Linked DNA regions of Arachis hypogaea: region 1 is linked to region 2. A link is a contact called in public Hi-C data. All regions are on one chromosome and are shown on one strand. The core of a region is the stretch at or near the end of the contact, and the rest is flanking DNA. Distances in the headings are between cores, read along the strand shown.

Region 1 (5,875 bases), core at 1,829-4,328, 230 kb after region 2:
TGCTCAAGGTGATCTTGAGTTAGAACAGCTAGATGTAAAGACAGATTTCTTGCATGGTGACTTAGAGGAAGAAATTTACATGTATCAACCTGAGGGTTTCAAGGTTGAGGGTAAAGAAAATCAGGTATGTCGCTTAAAGAAATCGCTATATGGATTGAAACAATCTCCTCGACAGTGGTATAAGCGATTTGACTCCTTTATGTTAAAACAAGGTTGTTCCAGAAGTAATTATGATTGTTATGTGTACATTAATAAGCTTTCTGGAAGTGATTATATCTATCTTCTATTGTATGTGGATGACATGTTTATTGCTTCTAAGAGCAAGGCGGAGATAGATAGGTTAAAGGTTCAACTTGGTAAAGAATTTGAAACAAAAGATTTGGATGTTGCACGAAAAATATTAGGCATGGAAATTAAAAGAGAGAGATCAAGCCGAAAATTGTTCTTGAGCCAGAAAGGGTACATTAAGCGCGTTATTGAAAGGTTCGAAATGAAAAATGCTAAACCAGTAGTAACACCATTGGCTCCACATTTCAAGTTCTCTGGTAAAAAATCTCCCACAACAACAAAAGATAAAGCTTACATGGAAAATGTACCTTATGCTAGTGTAGTTGGTAGCCTGATGTATGCTATGATGTGTACACATCCAGATATTTCATAGACAGTCAGTATTGTTAGCAGGTTCATGGCAAATCCAGGTAAGGCACACTGGGAAGCAGTCAAGTGGATATTAAAGTACTTGAAAGGTACCATTGACAAAGGTTTATGCTTTAGTGGAAAATCATGTCAAATCAGCGGTTTTGTTGATTTTGATTATGCTGGTGATCTAGACAGAAGACGTTCTATGACCGGTTATGTATATAAAATACAAGGTGCTCCAGTTAGTTGGCGATCGATGTTACAAGCTACAGTGGCACTATCTACTACAGAGGCTGAGTACATGGCAGTAGCAGAAGGGGTGAAAGAAGCATTGTGGCTAAGGGGTCTTCTAGATGATTTGGGATTTCAGCAAGATTGTGTGAATTTGAGTTGTGATAGTCAAAGTGCAATTCATTTGGCAAAAAATCAAATTCATCATGCTCGTACCAAGCATATTGATGTAAGATATCACTTCGTGCGTGATGTTATAGAGAAAGGCAATATTTCTCTTATAAAAGTACACATATGAAAATTCCGCAGACATGTTGACTAAAGTAGTGTCGAAAAACAAATTCCAGCATTGCTTGGATTTGCTCAACATTATTCCATGTTAAGTATTACATGGCGAATAAAGGAACTACGTTTCGTTTGATCTTGGTAAATGGTACATAGGCAGTCGTTGTCAAGATGATGCAACCAGATACGAGTACTACAATTTTGTTCGTTCAAAATTTGAGTCAGTTTTTCAAATTGTGACCGAAGTGGAGAATTGTGAGAATATAGGAAGGCTAAGAGCAAACTTAGGGAGTAAAATAAGGTTTGCAAGGAGTTTTTAATAGGACAGAACTTGTAGGGAGTTTTCATAGGAGGATTTTATTCTTGATCATTGAAATTATAGCATAGATGATACTATATATATTTCTGTAGCATTGTAATTGAAATATCATAAAAAATAAGAAAGAAAATTAATTCACATCATATTTTCTCATATTGTGTTTGTTATAGTTAGTGTATTATTGTGGGTAGTGTTCAATTTCATATTACTTTGTATCTATTAGAAGTCCAAATTTCACTGCAGACTCTACAATAAGCATTTATTGTTTAAGTTATTTTTTTAAGAAGTGTTTATAATTTAAGATTTAAAATTTATAATTTAAAATTTAAGATGACTGAGAGTAGTAGTTGGCCGATGACAGTGGTTGGCCATAATGACAAAGTGTCAAAAACGAGAAATAATGTTGTAGTGTTCGAAAAAAAAAGGGTTAACTACCAAAAACGTTTTCGAATTTTTCAAACGCTCACAAAAATGCACCTAAATCTTATTACCGAAAAAAATGACTTCAAATAATTTAAAAATACGACAAAAATGTCCAATAGTAAATATATATTTTCAAAAAATACCTTAGAGATTGAACTTTGATATGATTTTTTGCAAGCATGATTATGAAAATGAGATATTATTATCCTTAAAATTTGGTGACTTTTGTTAAGTATATATGATTTTTGTAATTTTTTTGTTAACAACCAATAATATTTTTAAAAAATTACAAAAAATATATACTTAGCAAAAAAATCACAAAATTTTAAGAATAATAATATCTAATTTTTTTAAACATGCCTGCAAAAAATCGCATCAAAATTCAATCTCTAATGTATTTTTTGAGAAAATTTTTAAAAAATTACAAAAAATATATACTTAGCAAAAAAAATCATCAAATTTTAAGAATAATAATATCTAATTTTTTTCAATCATGCCTGCAAAAAATCGCATCAAAATTCAATCTCTAATGTATTTTTTGAGAAATACATATTTAATGTTAGATTTTTTGTAAAATTATCTAACATTAAATATGTATTTCTTAAAAAATACATTAGAGATTGAATTTTGATGCAATTTTTTACAAGTATGATTAGAAAAATAAGATATTATTATTCTTAAAATTTGGTAATTTTTTATTAAGTATATATTATTTTTATATTTTTTTGTTAACAACCAATAATACTTTTAAAAAATCACAAAAAAATATATACTTAGAAAAAAGTCACCAAATTTTAAGAATAATAATATCTCATTTTTTTAATTATGTTTGAAAAAAATTACATCAAAATTCAATTTCTAAGATATTTTTTGAAAATACATATTTACTATTGGATATTTTTGTCATATTTTTAAATTATTTGAATGTATTTTTATCGATAATAAAATTTAAATGTATTTTTGTCGTTGAATAATTCAGGAACGTTTTTTGTGGTTAAAAAAAAAGAAAAGAGGAAGATGTTGAATGTTATAGTAGAAAAAATTTGTCGCCATATTTAATAGTGCATACTTTTTTTTTTGTCATGACCCGAACCGCCAATTCGGCCCAGATCCAAATACGAACGAAGCTCCAACTCCAATCCGATCCGGATTTTAAAACACACGGATGCAATTCAAATTGTAATCTTTATCTTCTTTGTGATGCGCTACTACCAGGTCTCCACCCATCACGTCGCAGTCGTCTATTTCATTGCCATTGCTTGCCACATTGCCGTCGCCTATATTATTCTCGTTGACCGCAACCTCGCCTGTGCATGTGTCATGATACTTGCCATCCTTGCCTCTGTCGCTTCCGCTTCCGTTTCCGCCCGCCACGCCGTCGTAGCCCGCATCACCGTGGTCGCTTGAAGCCCGAACATGCCGACATTGAAAAAGTCTTCGCCGGTTGGTATCTGTCGCCACCAGTTCTTCTGAAATGATTGCTGCGATACCCATTGCATTTTCTTCCATTGTCGTCTCTGTTGAAGACGTTTCGCCGTCGAGTTTCAATGAGGCTTCTCGCTTATCTCCCGGCCTGAAAGAAGTGGTTTGCTCTCTCTCTTCCTGTGCCGCCAGACATTGCATCACTTGTGGGCTTCTTCCGTTTTCGAAATTCACCTGCCCTGCTAAATCCGATCAGGTCCACTGTCTTCTTCTTCCATCTTCAACGGGTAGATTTTCTGTCTCTTGTTGTATTTCTTGGCCCTCGGTTCGACCCCAGCGGATACAACTACTCAAGCCCCGAGTCTCTAAAAATGCAATTTGTTTTAGATCTCCCTTCAAATTCCATGTCCAATCTGCCGATAATTCATCCGCCAAGCACTTTTTCGCCACTTGATGCGCCAAAAAGTTCCCTTCCCTTGGAATCCATGTGAAACCACTTTTGGGGATCTTTGCAGTGAGCCATTGAATATCTTTAAGAATTGGTTCTATCTCCCCAATCCTGGCCTTCGACTTCACAGCTTGGACTAAGGTGAGACTATCGGATTTTATTATTATTTGCTCTATTTGAAGATTTTTTGCTAAAATTAGTGCTCTTCTAACTGCATGTGCCTCTGCTACTAGACTAGATGAGACCTTGATCTTCTCTGTTGTTTCGGTGATGATTCTTCCTGTCCGATCTCTGACTACTACCGCTAAGGCACCCTCCCCTGTTTGCTTTTGGTATACTGCATCAACATTTGCTTTTATTCACTCTCCTTGAGGCAGTCTCCATGTAGCTTTTCTGTTCTTTCTTCTTGACTGAACTGTTGTTGTGGCTTGAGTTGTTTTTTCTATTTTGTTGGCTGCTGTGAATTCTGATTTGTTTTTATATTACTTGAGTGAGTTTTTTTTTTTCCCTCCTGTCACAATGGATAAAATAGTTCTCAATCTTAAAGTATTATAACATCACAAGACTATGCACCGCAATACTTGGTTGAGTGGCAATTATGTTTGCCTTGCTAGGAGGTGCACCGGGTTCAAATCCCAACTGAGGTTGGTTGTTGTTTAAAAAACCCATAGGATTATGGGCTGTCCAATCCGCTTGACAAAAAAAAAAAAAAAAAAAAAAAACATCACAAGACTCACTTATACTACACATTAAACATTCTTATCCGGGAAGGTTGAAGGAATTGGATACTAGAAGTAGAGGCAGGTGAAGCCATGGAAACAAGTGTTTTTTTGTGTTACAATGTGTATCCAAACCCATGTTTGTTTGGGCCGAATATGATGCAAAGAAAGCTTCAAGCTTCAATCTCTATTGTTATCTTTGGTCTGAGATTTCATGTCCATCAGTTATTTACCCAATTTCTCATAGGTCCATTTTCAAACATGCTTTCCGTTAGCCCAAATCAGGCCCATTTCTTTACCACCAACCTGGAGAGGGAGGCACAGAATGAGTGAGAAGAAAACACAGCCTGAAAAAAAAAATCCCCAATTCCACTTTACACAGAAACCCTAACCATAACCAATTCATCCCAACCGTTCCAATCTCTCTCTTACTGCCACTTTTCCTTCTACCTCTACTTTCTCAATTTCAATTCTCTAATAAATCCCCCCAAATTCCACACCTTTTCACATAATTCTCCAAAAAATTCGATTGGGGTTCGTTTCGTTCCCATTTCATGGACGACATGGAAGACGACGCAAGGTACCCTCCAAAATCCTTCCCTTTGAACCGACAGAACCCTTCCCACCGCCACAAACACCCAATTAGACCACCCCCATTCCACCACCACAACCCTCGCTACGAGGACCAAGACGATGACGATTACGACGACGAAGAAGAACACGCCGAATTCGAAAACTACGGAAACGATGTCGTTGATAACACCAACAACGAAGACGATGACGACGACTGCGGTAACGGGGGCCAAAACGGGTATTTCAAGAAGAGGAAGGTCGGGGTAGGAGGTTCCCCTGTTCCGACAGGATACGAGTTCGCGCCACGTGTCAAGTACTCATACGGCGATGATTGGTCAGAGCATGCCACGTTCGTGCTGCTTGAGGTTTGGGGTGACAAGTTCCTGCAACTTGGGAGGACAAGTTTGAGGTCTGACGATTGGCTTGAAGTTTCAGAAAAGGTGTCTGATGAATTGAAAGCTGATAAGAGCGTTGCACAATGCAAGAGCATTTTGGATAAGCTCAAGAGAAGGTACAAGAAGGAGAAAGGAAAGGTTGAAGAGTTGGGTTTGGGTTCTTGCAAGTGGGCATTCTTCAAGAAGATGGACATGTTGATGGCTTCGTCGACACGGCAAGAGTATGGTCTCGCTTGTGGCGTCGATGGTGGGGAGTATGTGTTCATGAACACAAGGGTGTACCTTAGTAGGTCCAATGGGTTTGATGAGATGAGGGATAGTCCCGGTGAGAGTGAGAGTGATGAGGATGAGGATGGTTTAGATGGTCATGGTGTTGGGGTTGGGGTTGCTTCTGCGGCAAGGAGGAGGAGTGGTGTTGGTG
Region 2 (5,650 bases), core at 115-2,614:
CAAGGAATACTTTTCTCACAAAACCCATTGACCTTTTAGCATTACCAATTACCACAAATTCCTCTTATTTAGTATTATTTTTTTTTTCTTACATGCATGATGAGCTCTGCCAGTTATTCTTTCAATTTCATGGAGAAAAAAAAATGAATAAATTTTTCCTTCCCATAACATCACCATCATAATAATAAATCATGCTTCATTCTAAAATTTTAACTACTTATATCCAACTTCCAATGGTGCAAGACTTATACATATATATATATATATATATATATATATATATATATATATATATAGGTGGAGGTAAAATTTCTCTTACTCCTAGGAGCAAGTATTTTTCATTGCGTCATAATTGCTTGTTTTAAGATATGTGCATGATGATACATTAGCTCGAATTAATTAATAAAATCTTCAAATTCTTATTTATTATTCTCCTAATTTTCTTGCTAATAAAAAAACATCAAAGGCATCTATCGTACATTTGCATTTTGCAGTTCTTTAGGGGAAAAAAAACCTACTTCATTCGACAGATATATTCTATGTTATTGAGATTTGTGAGTAGAAAAAAAAAATCATAGGGAAAAGGCCTATAATAGAAACCTACCTCCTATATGATATTTAAAAACATCTTAGTAAATAATCCATAAATAGCCTTTTTTTTAATAAATAGATAAATAAATAAAAATCACAAGCCAGAAATTGAAGCCTTATTATTGCGAGTTGCAATAGAATTCAGAAATGAGAAACACACTATGATGTGAAATTTTTTCATACTATATAGTTCATGCTAGAAATATAGAATTGACTAATAAAAATTATTCAAACACCCACACAAAATATATAGAAAAACCAACAAAAATGAAAAAGAGACAAAATTTATGTGAGAATATATATACCTTATATGTAAGAGGTAGGAACACCAAATTAAAGGAATGAAGAAGAGAAGAGATGAAGTTGATGATCAAGACACCAATGCAATAACATGAACAATCTTCATGGATAACAAACCTTCCCTTCTCTATCAATCTCTCTCTTTTAGATCAAAGAGAGATAGAGATAGAGATATGTCAAACAAAAACACAAAGAGATTATTATTATTATGTTTTTGTGTTTGTAACTTGTCTGTGCTTTTGGCGGTTCGGTTCTTAAAATGATTATTATTTATTATGATGATGATGATGATGAGTTACACTACTTAGCTTATTGGAGACTTGGACACAAAGAGAGAGGTAGTTGTTGCTTTTTAGTGGTTTTTTCTTCTTTCTTTGCTTTTTAAGCTTTTTGCTCCTTCTTTTTTCCCACCCTAATAATCTTATTAGGTTTCATGCACTTTCTTTCTTTCCCCTCCATATTGTTATACCTTTCAAGGTAAATCTATTTTCCCAACACAACACTCTTGTATGTTCTACAATTAACCTAATAAAAATAATAATGATGAATAATATTGTTATTTCTTTTCTTCTTTTAGTGGCTTGGTCCAAAAATGATGATGTAACAACCAAGCTCACGCAAATAGCTTTAATTCATTAAACCATGATATGTATATATGTAATCTACTTAGTTTGATTGAGTGATCAGCTCACTCATTTGGTTAAGTAAATGTTAAAAATTTGAATTCCACTTTGTATATACAATAATTTATTAACCAGTAATGACAAATTCTTAAATAAAATTTAAATTTATAGCGGATTAATTCTTGACTTGTCAAAATAAAAAATACTGTAGATAATAAAAAAAAAGTATGTATATATATGTTGCTTAATAATAATCAATTTGGTCAGCATAATAGTTTGGCTAAATTAATGTAAATTATCATAAGATCAAATAAAGCAGCATAACATTTAATTTAGCTCTGGCATGCTACATGGACAGGATCATAATCATAATGTATAATAATCATGTCAGCATCCAGGCGTCAAATTAAATGAGTTGTACAGATAGATTTTACATGGTGTTTGTTTCACGCCAAAGTTATGATTGGTTTCATGCTTAGCATGATGATGTTTTTAGTAGTAGTAATTGTAATAATATCTATGATTATACTATTTGGCCACATATATATAGTGCACAATGAATATTGATGTTTGCAAGGGTAATTATTATCGGGAAGTATTAATTTAATTCCTAATATTTAGATTAAGTTTTAATTTTATTTTAATATTTAAAATATTTTATTTTTATTACAAACACTTTATTTTATTTTAATTTTTTGGTTAAACTTAAAACTTTATTTTTTTTAAATATATCTTTTTTTATTATAATTTCTTTTGAGATAATGGTAAAAATAGTAATTATAATAGTTATAATGGTGATTATAGTGATTTAAAAATAAAAATGATAAAACAATAAGAGAAAGAAGGAGATATTAACAGAGATAAAGAGTATTTTTGAAAAAAAAAATATTTTGATTAAAAGACTAAAATAAGATGGAATAAGAAGTTTCAAACATTAATAACAAAAATAATATTTAGACTAAATATTAGAGATTAAAATAGTATTTTATCTATTATTATTATTATTATTATTATTATTATTATTATTATTATTATTATTATTATTATTATTATTATTATTATTATTATTAAATTTAATTACTAAAAACATTTATAAGGTGTCTTCTATATTACCTATGATTGTGGTACCTATGGTGCTTAAAGCTACAATGTTTTAACCATTCTAAGTATATGGTAATTGGTAACAGTTTTTAATTTGAAAATATTTTTCTCTCTTTTTTTTTTTCAAAGTTTATCATATCACTTTCACACTAAATTTAACAATAGTAATTTTTAAATAATTGTTCAATTTCATCTATTAATTTTTTTTTAACTAAAATCTTTTCTATTTTTATTTTATCTATTTTATAACATGTATGTGTTAATAATTTTAATGAAAATCAACTATGATATTTAGTTGAGGATCAAGTGAATAATTTATGAGAAATCACTACCATAGTAACAATAATTTTTAAATTTCCATGAGAAATATAGGTTTTTTTCAAGGTTTTGAACTTCTGGAATAAAACTTATATCTAAGATTTTGTATAAAATCATTCTGTATTAATTATAAAAATTGCATGTCATTGGAACTAACATTAGTTAAATCATTGTTTTTTTTTTTTTATCATTATTTGAGATAACTTAATGATTTCTTCTTTCAAGTTTCAACTACTCTTGAAGTCAACTAGCTATATTTTTCAAGTATACATTGTTAAAGTTTTATAGTCAGTATAGATACTATAATCACATCATAAAATGCTACTACATTATAATTAATAGGAATAGATGGTGTATATATAAAAGTTAAATAATATGTAACTATTTAAATGAATAAATAATATTTTTCATGATAAAATATGCGTATATGGAATCAAACCTGACATCAAATATAGTACTACTTTTTAAGAGAGAAAGTTAGTGTGCCACCTAAATTTAAGCTCCATACTCTAAATTATTCTCTTTTTTTTCCTCCATACTTATTTTGTAATACATGAGAATCTTAAGTACGTTGTACAATTTTGCTACATCTTTGAATAGGGAACAATGTTTTTTTTTACAATTTAAATAATAAGTTAAAAAAAGTTAATTTTTATTTAAAAATTAAATTTTAAATTAATTAGATATAATTCTTATTTTAAATTGACAAACAATAATTTTTATTTGTACTGGTTGCTTGGTGTATGGTGCGCATATAAGGGAAGAGAAGTTTGCTGTGTGGAAAGAGTTGAGATTTTTATCGGAAATATGTTAGGTTTCTCTTTGCTACATGGGTGTCTTCAATGAGATTGTGCAATTGGAAGAAAGAAAAGGCGCTAGTGTGTTAACAGCATTATCGAACTGGTGGATATAGAGATGAATGACCGTAAGTTTACGTGGTTCAGGGTCAATCGTATAGTCAAATTAATAAAATATTGGTGAGTTTGGTTTCATTGTTATCTTTTGGAGCACTTGGTTGAAAAGGAATGACATAATTTTCAAGAATCAAGAATCAGGTGTTGCAGCCTTGTAGGAGTAGTTAACAGGTCGAGTAAGAGTTACAAAGAGTAAAGTGAGTGAGATTTGATCTTTTGGGTTGTTAATGGCTTTTGTCGAAAATGCTTAGAAATTAGTTTATTTTATTTGTTTAGTATTTTTTTGTTGAGATATTGATGCTCCACTTTGTTGTGTTGAGCTTTTTATTTAAAAAAAAATGGTTAGTGAGTCTGAAATGCAATTCATTATTTATATTGTTTGCATATTTCATTGTTCGCCTGTAAAATTGATATAAATTTTATGATGTACGTAAACTAGGTAGGATCCAATGTTCTGAAGGAAAAAAAAGGTTTCTTTTCTTTCTTTTTAACAAGTGGATTTGTATAACTTGAAAGTATTATAATGTCCATCCATTTTGTTTGATAATGGAAAATATATGGTGGTCCATTTTAGTGCAATTCTGCCACCAATTCTAAAAATCTTTTATGTTTTTGACACGCACATAAACATCAAGAATAACAACGAGGAAGGTATGCTTCTTCTCAATTATATTCTTGTATTGTGACCATAGGAATTGCACTTAGAGATAAGGTCCTATAAAGATCACATTCTTAAAAAAAGGAACAAGTTGCGCTAGAAGCTAGGGTGAGCGCGGGTAGCGAGTACTCGATTACCCGTCTGAATCCGAACTAAACTAATTAAATTGGTTCTGGAATTAATAGGTAATCGGGTTCTACATGAACCAAATCAATGGCTTTTGTTAGTAATTGGTTCGGGTATCGGTTCTGTGGATGCGGAATCCGAACCAACCCGCGAACCCGATCATATATTAATTAAATAAAAAAATAAAAAATATATATGGCTTTTCTATTAGACAATAATTATTCACTATTAATATGTTTGGATTTTAATGAGTTTAATTTTTAATGTATTTGGTGTTTAACATGTTTGGATTATTTCTATTGATGTTACATGTTTATTGTACTTGTTGAATTTTTAAGATAAAAATTTGGTTTTCTTTTATGAATTTTAAAATCATCATGTATCCAATTACCCGAACAGAACCAATCCGTTCTTAATCGATTTGGTTTGGTTCGAATACATATACAAAAAATCACAACTTTTAACCAAACCGAACTAATTATATTTTGATCGGTTCGATTCTAATTTTACCATAAATCCGAACCAAATCGACTCGTGCTCACCCCTACTAGTAGCATGTTAATAATAAACTCAACTTATAATAATTAAAATTTTCATGTGACTAATGGATGGTCAAAGCTAAGTTCGTTTATAACCATCTAAAGTCTAAGCATATGCGTATGTTAATTAAACTCAAATAATAAGAGAATCAAGGAGAGAATCTTTCAAAAGGGTCGAAGCATATTGCAATAACGTGTACATATATAGCTCACATAAAGCTACTTTAGAATATAATGTGAGCATGGCTATAATGCATTATTTAGAGTGACTTTGTTTATAGACACGGAATATTAAAATACGGATAAAAAAATATAAAATTATGTTTGATAGATGAGATAAAGATATAAATATTATATTCAGAGACATTAAATTAGTGTATTTTATATTCGTTCTGATAAAAAATATACAAAGATACTACTAAAAAACACAATTTATTATTATTTTTATTTTTTTATTCTTATTAATTTTTTATAATTATA

Evidence for each region. A called contact is a pair of places that touch in the nucleus more often than the background predicts.
Region 1: a contact with region 2 is called in a Hi-C map of leaf, with 2.1 times the contacts expected there. The contact joins the promoter of LOC112751179 here to the promoter of LOC112751174 in region 2. A contact is called at or near these places in 2 of 8 Hi-C or Micro-C datasets (both in leaf).

The regions. Positions count from the first base shown.
Region 1 is chr15:147,304,470-147,310,344 of arahy.Tifrunner.gnm2.J5K5, forward strand. It overlaps LOC112751179 (trihelix transcription factor ENAP2), which reads left to right and starts at 3,079. Exons shown (of 3, transcript XM_072217184.1): 1 at 3,079-3,908; 2 at 4,001-5,875. The coding sequence starts at 5,041.
Region 2 is chr15:147,077,521-147,083,170 of arahy.Tifrunner.gnm2.J5K5, forward strand. LOC112751174 reads right to left here and starts at 1,365. Exons shown (of 13, transcript XM_025800230.3): 1 at 897-1,365.